Regions from separate parts of the Mus musculus genome. Here region 1 is linked to region 2. Evidence: chromatin contacts called from public Hi-C data. All regions are on one chromosome and are shown on one strand. The core of a region is the stretch at or near the end of the contact, and the rest is flanking DNA. Distances in the headings are between cores, read along the strand shown.

Region 1 (4,119 bases), core at 1,013-3,512, 1.1 Mb before region 2:
GCAGCCCCTGTTCAGGGATCCGTTTAATCTTGTTTATATGTATAGTTGTTGAGGGCTGATTGGGATTGGATATCAGGATGCTCACCCTGAAAGAACATTGATTCTTTCTTTCTTTGCTGCCATTAGCTGCCTGCATCTCTTCATCAGGGGGTAGGGCCTTGCGAGATTTCTCTTCATGTACATTGGCTCATCATCTAGTGTTGTCATTATAAGGTTTGATTCATGCAACCACATTTTTGAAATTTCATACGTGCAGCTTCTCTATGATATACAGAAAACAATACAATAAATAAATGAATAAATTAAGCATCGCACTTCTTTTGATGCAGAGCCAAAAGTAAATAAAACTTTGAATTGTTTTCATCCATTCTGTCTACCATGTGGCAAGACTTATTCTGAGGAGTCACAGTAGCTGGGTTGATGTTTGATTTTTACTTCCATAGAAATGTTGCCTTTTTTACTTTGAATGAAATACATGAAGAAACATCAAGTTATAAGAAAAAAAACATATTTGGGATCACATTTCTGAAATCTTTCAGTTCACAATGAGTTGACTTACTACTTTGGGACTTGTAAGGTGGCTTGTGGGAAGAATGGCTGCCAGAAGGGATCTGCTCACTTCAAGGCCAGAAGGAAAACAGGTATGGACCCCTGAAGCACGTCCCCGGTAGCCAAAGGCCCTCCAGTAAGTCCTGCTTCTTCAACTTTCCATCACTTCCTAATATGTCAAGCTGGAACTAAGCTTTGAGCACATGAGCCCTTGGAGAGTCTTTGGGACTTGAAATACAGCAAAAGCCTGTCCTTAATGAATGTCAGATTGTTTTCCAGCAAGCAGAGATTTTGTCAGAGTCAAGGTCAGGAGTCCAGAAGGTAAGAGGATCCTGTATGTATTTCAATTTTAGTAATCAGAGAAAAGAGAAGGAAACAGAAGAGGACACCTGAATATCTAATTATATAGAAGAATGTCTTACTGTGGTACCCTGAAAACGCATGAAAATGAAGGCAGTGAGACTGATTATTAGTGTGCATTGATACAAATGGAAGAAGATATTAAAGGCTTATTAAGCACATGCTGTTGATATGGAAAATATGTTGGGACTGATAAATTACTGCCAGTAGTAATATTGATAAGCCTAGTTGAGGTGTTCTGTTCAGTAGTTTTTAAGAGCTTGACTAGAATGGATTTAGGAGAGGACATAAGATGTGAAATCACAGGCAGGGGACACAGACTTCTCTGGAGCCTCTGAATGGAGACAAACAGCTCGAGGTGCTGTGGTCATGCATTTGTGGACCTCGTAAGTACGCCATTACTGCAGCAGAACTGGGAAGCCATGAATGGGTTGCACCCCCAAAAGTTCAAAATGCTTCTTATTATATGCCTTACAGGAAAAGTGTATCAAATTCTGGTATAGAAAACATTTATGTTTTGTTTTGAAAATTAGATTAGTGTACTTACTCCTAAAATGGGTTCTTAATAGAGTCATTTGTGATTCTGGCTGAAAGCTCCTGACATCAATAATGTCTGATTGAGTAGAAAGAAAGAAAGAGAGATATTTGAAAGGCAGCTTTGAGGGTTTGAGGGTCAAGAGGAAAGCTATTTGTATATATATATATATATATATATATATAAAATAGTAGAATATACACTATATGTAGTATATACTATACATGCAATAATATAGCATTAATATATAGTATATAGAAATATATAATATATATGTACTCATATATATTATATATGTACACACACAAGCACACACACATATACATCCAAAGTTCAATTTTATGTTTCTGTCTAATCTTCTTGGGAAGATCAATTATTCTTGGTTATGAAGTCTTTGAGAACAAATTGGGAAGTAAGAAAACTCGCATTATATAAAATTCAGGAAATAGTCTTAAAACAAAAACTCAAACAATAACAATTCTAAGTCAAAGTGTAATTCCTAACTGAAAGTGGGCAAGGACAGTGTTCTGAAGAAACTTACTTGTAAGGCAGAATGTGTTGCAATAACTGTGGGGTCTTAGTCCACTGAGCTAATAACCACATACTGCCATTGTAAATTCTGGGGAAAAATGTTTATTATGGGGCAATAACGGCATCAATGAGAGGATTTTTACTGTAGTCACACCACTGGAGTAGTTTTTCTGGAATGCTGTTTCTCAAATTAGTAGCACATTTCTGATAAAGAAAGGAAGTCGCCTTAACTTAAAACTGCTGTGTCATTTCTTCTTCCTTAACTGAAATTCCAACCAGAGTCCAGGAAATGCCCTAATGGGTGACTTCTCTTTTCTCCTTCCTCAACTAAGCGGATTCCAAGCTGTTCAAACCATTTATTCTTCTTGAGCAGACCCTTGACTTTTGTGCTTAGGTTATGAGACGAGGGGCTGTAATTTGGAGCTGTTTGTAGCCGCGATGACACACCTAGAATCCAATCAGTGCTGGTAGGTAACCAAACTGGAAGGTTAAGGTTAATTTTCTGTGCTTTAAACAAATATGATGACAAGTTCAATCAATACCTGTTTTGCCTTGATAATATGCATAGCTCTCTTGTAATTATGGTTTCATCTTGCATGGTAGTCAGGTATCAGGACCTTAGAGCAGCCAAGCTACGATTCGCTATAATGTGGATGAGATATAACGGGAATGCTATCAATTTCTATTTTAATCAAGATGTAGAAATCACTGTTTTAGTTTATGATAACCTAGGGAATTTCTTCTAGTTTAATATTTTCAGATATTTACTAAATTGGAATATAATTTAACATTTTATTGCATCGTATGGTATTTTATGAGTAAATGTTAATTTCAATTTACATTCAAACATTGTCTGTTTTATTGTTTTTTTTTAAAGTTAAGAATATATAAGAATATTTGTTCTTCACAGATAATAACACCAGATAGGATTTTAGCATGTGTTCTTTTCCCAAGGTTAGGTTATGGTATTCCTTTTGTACATATGTAGATCTAATTATTTTGCTTAGGAGATTTCAAGTATACTAAACCAGTAACTTTTAAAGTAATAATTTTAAATTGAAACAAAGCCCTAAAAATTAGGGCCAGGATTATTTCTCTGTATGTGCACAAATATAAATAAAGAGGTGTTATATGCACATAGATTTGTTTCTGTGGTTATTCTAGATTATCAATACTATCCCACATTATTAGGAATAGACATTTTGAGAACAATAATGAACCTGAGGTAATATTTAATTTTGCTTGAGTTGTTCATTGGTAATTTATTTGCTAGAAGCCTCATTTAGTGATAAAGAGTTTTCAGTGTACTTGACAATTTTTCCCTGCTCAAAGGCTTTGTCAACAAAGAAAGCTAAAACAGAATGAGAGTTCAGCAAGATCCTGCGAGAAGGGTGCTTCCCTCGGGTCTTACATGGAGCTGATTGTGGCTAGACACTTTCAAGTAGCTGTTGAATTAAATCTTTTCCGTATTTGGTGGAAGCAACCTTAAATAGGTCAAACTTGAGGTTTACACTTGAGTATTTAAAGAAACCTTTAAAGCTATGGACTCAGTGGACTACATATCTACACTTTGTTTGTTTCGTGGATTTTGTGACTTTCTCCTTCTTGCTTTCTCTGTGAAGCAGTAGACTAGGCTACTGGAGGAGTAGATTTTACTGAACTGAAACTTGGGCTTGATTTCAAAAGCAAAACAAATTTCTTAGACATTAACTCAACTTAATGTCTTAGACATGAACATTTAACTTCTAACCAGCTGAGATACTTTGCAAGATGTTTGTATACAATGCCAAATTAAAGCAAGTACATGTTTTTTTCAGGAATTGTAGTGATTTGCATAGTAGAAGTAGAAAATTGTTTTTAAAAACAGTGGCTTGACGCTGACTGAGACAGACTCAGATGCTTTACAGCCAACCACTGGACTGAAGTCGGGGACCCCTGTGGTAGAATTAGGGAAAGTTTGGAAGAAGCTGAGGACGCTGGCAGCCCCATAGGCAGATGAGCAGTTTCAACTAACCCGCACTTCTGAGATCTATCAGACACCGAGCCACCAACCAGGAAGCATATTGGAGCTGGTCCCAGGTCCTGGACACAAATACAGCAGAGGACTGACTGGCCTAACCCTGGAGAGTATTGAGGCCCCAGGG
Region 2 (4,110 bases), core at 1,112-3,611:
AATGGTACATAACTGCTACAACATTGTCTGTGTGTGTGTGTGTGTCTGTGTGTGTGTGTGTTGTCCTTAATTTTGACAAGATGAACTTGATTATCTATGTTATTGGAGGGATTTTTCTTAAGAATAGTGCTTTGCAATACTTGAAAAATCAACTCTAAAACATAAATTTTGACTTTTTAATGAAGTTAAATACTGGTGTAAAGAAAAATATCATAATGTAGACAGTGGCCATGGCTGTGTGAGTTTATGAATAAACTTAAACTCTCTGAAGTAACATTTTAAAAGATGAATTTTATGATTTTAAAATGTTTTCATTGAGATATGGTTATATCATTTTCCCCCCTCTCCATTTCCTTCCTACAGCTTACCCTCCCAGGTACCCTTCCTTCAAGACCTGCCATCTTCTCTACTCTTTTTTAAAGATATTTTCTTTATTAGCATTTCAAATGTTATCCCCTTTCCTGAAAACCCCCTAACCCCCTCCCCCTGCTCACCAACCCACCCACTCCTGCTTCCCGGCCCTGGCATTCCCCTACACTGGGTGTAGACCGTTCACCATTTCCTTGCTACAGCCCCTCCCAGGTACCCTTCCGTTAAGCTCTGCCATCTTCTTTACTCTTGATGGCCTCAGTTGCTTTCATTATTGTTATTGCATATATATCAACCTTTAGTTTTATCAACATTACTTTTAACCTGATGTCCTTCATTTTAACTTATTGGCATCTGTCTAGCTTTTTATCATTCATGTTTCAAGTTTCCTGTAGGTTTATATCTTTTCTTTTAATTATGGTAAAACAAAATAATGAGAAGGTTTAAGAACAGCTATGCAGTGGACTGATCCCTGGTTGTATCTAAGCATCTTATTTATTCCAATTCTGTTGCTGAAAAGTTTCCAAGTACCATGTGACACAGACATACCAATGAACAACAGTTTCATTAACCTCAGATCGAAGAATGAATGTTTTATGCAAAAGATAGGAAGGTGACATTCTTATAAAGGGACATTTAAAAGTCTCAACTTAATGCCATTTATAGCCAATAATTTAAGGTTGTGGTTTGGGTTTATTCTTTGTTTTGTTTTGTTTTGGTTTGGTTTGGTTTGGTTTGGTCCGGTTTGGTTTTTCCACAATAGAAGAGAGATTTTCAAGTGAGACTAATAGGTAAAATCAGCATACCCAGTTTCTTCACTGAAAAAATGCAATATGAATGAAGGACAGATTATTTATGGAGAAACACATTGTGTTGTGTCTTAGTTAGGGTTTTACTGCTATGAACGGACACCATGACCAAGGCAAGTCTTATAAAAAAAAATTTAATTGGGGCTGGCTTACAGGTTCAGAGATTCAGTCCATTATCATCAATGAGGGAGCATGGCAGCATCCAGGCAGGCATGGCGCAGGTAGAGCTGAGAGTTCTACATCTTCATCCAAAGGCTGCTAGTGGAAGACTGAGTTCCAGGTACCTAGGGTGAGAGTATTAAGCCCACACCCACAGTGACACACTACTCCAACCAGGTCACACCTATTCCAACAAGGTCACACCTCCAAATGGTGACACTCCCTGGTCCAAGAATATACAAACCATCACAAGTTGTATCATGTTCGGTCTTCTAAACTAGTGTTCTGTTCTGCTATATTTGTCTGTGCTTGTAATGACACACCTTTAACTCATAGGTGCTAAGCACTCTGTAGCTGTTCTACAGAAAATAAAAAATCCTTTAATATTTAAATTGGCTGGAGCTAGAGAGATGGCTCAGTGGTTAAGGTACCAGAGTTCAATTCCCAGCCACCACATGGTGGATCATAACCATCTGTAATAGGATCCGATGCCCTCTTCTGGTGTGTCTGAGGAGAGTGACAGTGCACAGTGTACTCTCATATATAAAATAAATTTAAAAAATTAAAAAAAAAAGAGTAGCCACCATTAGCTGAGAATAGACACAATGGACTGAAGTCATTAGTAATTACTTTAGGCAGCCACTGACTGATGCAACAGCGTTGCTCTCTGTACGTCCAGAGCAGCTTGTGTTGTCATGAGAATAAGCACCAGGAAAGGCAGAATGCCAGGTGCTTTCTGAGTAACTCTCATGTGGCTCTCATGGGACTTTTTTAAAAAACTCATTTCTCTTTAAACTATATCGGCAAAAGCCATCAATTCATCAGAGTTGGACTTCTGTATCCTCAAAGCTTGTAATGCCAACATTTCCATCTTCTAAATGTAAGTAATTTTACAAGTGTTTGTTCCAATGTAGTCAAGAAAAAAAAAAAAAAAAAAAAAAAGCCTGTTGGCCACAGCTGGCATTGATGGTGAGTAAATGGGGAAGTCCAAAGATGAAAAACCTTTCACTTCCCCATACAGTCTGACAAGAGCATAAAGGAGGTTAATTTGCAAAGCAGCATGACATTGACCCTAATGGTGCTTCAGTGCATTAATCTTATGCCTAAGTGGCAGACTGGGAAAACCTTGTCTCCTGCACCTCAGAAGAGCAGTACAGACACAAACATGAAGCAAACTTCTGAAACCGCATCTAGTGATCTATGGGGCTGTTAAGAACAGATCTGATCAAACCGGACATTCTGGGTTCAAGTCCTGGCCCTCCTGTAAAGTGAATCTGTACTCTTGTGTAGTTTCTTCTTTCTAAACACCACTTTCTGCCTGTGTAGACTGGTCTATTGTTGAACCTCCCTCTCGGTCTCAGGAACTTATTAGGAAGGTTGAATGATTCAGGTATCCAGAGCTCTTTCAAACGTGGTTGCGGTAAAATAAGGACTGTACTTTTGCATTTCTATTTCCTATTCATCTTTGTATCATTCTTTTGTGTTTAAGTAGAGTCTCTAAACATAGTTCAAGCTGACCTGGAAATTAGAATTCTCCTGCCTCAGTTTCTGGAGTGTCAGGATTCTGTATGGATCACCGTGCCCAGCAAACATTTCATTTATAGTAAGATTACCATTTTGGACCATTAAGCTACAATCCATATTGTCTGGATATTAACAAGAGGGAAGCCTAGACCATGAAGGAGATCTGAACCAAAATAGCAAATCCATTCCAGGACTTCTGTCAACACAGTTGTACCTTTGTCTTCAGAGAAATGTGTCAGAAAGAGCAGGGGCAGTAGTTCATTGCTTTCTCATTATCTATGGGCTCGTAGCTTCTTATCCCACATAGCTAGAGTGGTGAACCCAAAGTCCTGAGTGACCAATCAGGTTGAGTAGGCAAGCATAGCTTCCTGATCCAAACAGGATCAGTGTACATTTATATGGGGTTCTCAGATTACCTATCCCAAGGCTGACCTCTTCTAATTTCTTGTTTCCTAAGACCCAAAACTCTTCCGCTTTCTTTCCTCACTCATCATCCTTCACTCTGCACTCTAGCTTCGAAGTGGCAGAGCCAATCTGGAAAACATGTCTGGTTTACTTGCACAGTGCATTGAACAATTTGCCTAGGATTGTTATAGTTCTGATGACCATGCAATTCTGCAATGGCATCCATGACTCTGCTAAGAAAATATACAAGAAGAATGCAGTGGAGTTTTGTAAACTTCTCTCTATAGACATTCTTGTCTGTTCCAAAAATAGGGGACTCTAATGAACTTTAAAATCTACATGTCATGTTTAGTCCTCAAAATCAAATCAAGCAAGGTAGCCAAAGGATTAAAAGGGTTGACGCATTACCAGTAAGGTGTTAAGTTCTATACATAACAATTGCTGCTTTATCATCATCTTCTTCGTCATCATGATTCAAAAGAGCTAGAAGAACAAAGGCATTTTCTGCCAAGAATTTTTCAATAACCTTAAAGGAATCTTGTCTTCAGACGAGTTTGATACACTATAATCTTGACATACACCGTTGGAACTCATGGTGAATGGAAGAACTTCAGCAAAGTTTTCCTGCTTGTGTGAAAAGAAGAAAGAAAAAAAAACCATCACCACCTGCTCTGTCCTGAGTCTCTCAGATTCCTTTCTACGTTTCCTTTGATTGTTTGCTTTCTCCTTGGCTCAAGAAATTCCTCATTGGCAGCCTCTCACAGCTCCAGACTGACTTGGCACAGAATCTTGCCCCATACTTCTCAGTTTATTCTATTTTGACTTGGTAACAAATATTTCAAGT

The links. Hi-C and Micro-C count contacts between places; a contact is called where the count stands out from the background.
Region 1: a contact with region 2 is called in a Hi-C map of granulocyte-monocyte progenitors, with 3 times the contacts expected there. The contact joins the promoter of Tfec here to the enhancer-like site in region 2. A contact is called at or near these places in 2 of 39 promoter capture datasets (hippocampal neurons and liver), 2 of 484 Hi-C or Micro-C datasets (bone marrow-derived macrophages and granulocyte-monocyte progenitors) and 1 of 9 other capture datasets (liver).

What each region holds. Positions count from the first base shown.
Region 1 is chr6:16,896,584-16,900,702 of GRCm38.p6, reverse strand. It overlaps Tfec (transcription factor EC), which reads left to right and starts at 2,262. Exons shown (of 7, transcript NM_031198.3): 1 at 2,262-2,442.
Region 2 is chr6:15,839,967-15,844,076 of GRCm38.p6, reverse strand. No RefSeq gene overlaps it. Among named protein-coding and RNA genes, the nearest start is that of Mdfic, 120 kb to the right of the region's middle. Within about 2 kb of position 2,361, at least 73 of the 459 cell types and tissues checked have an H3K27ac peak or open chromatin away from gene starts, as enhancers often do. A contact at or near this core is called in bone marrow-derived macrophages and granulocyte-monocyte progenitors, where this site is marked.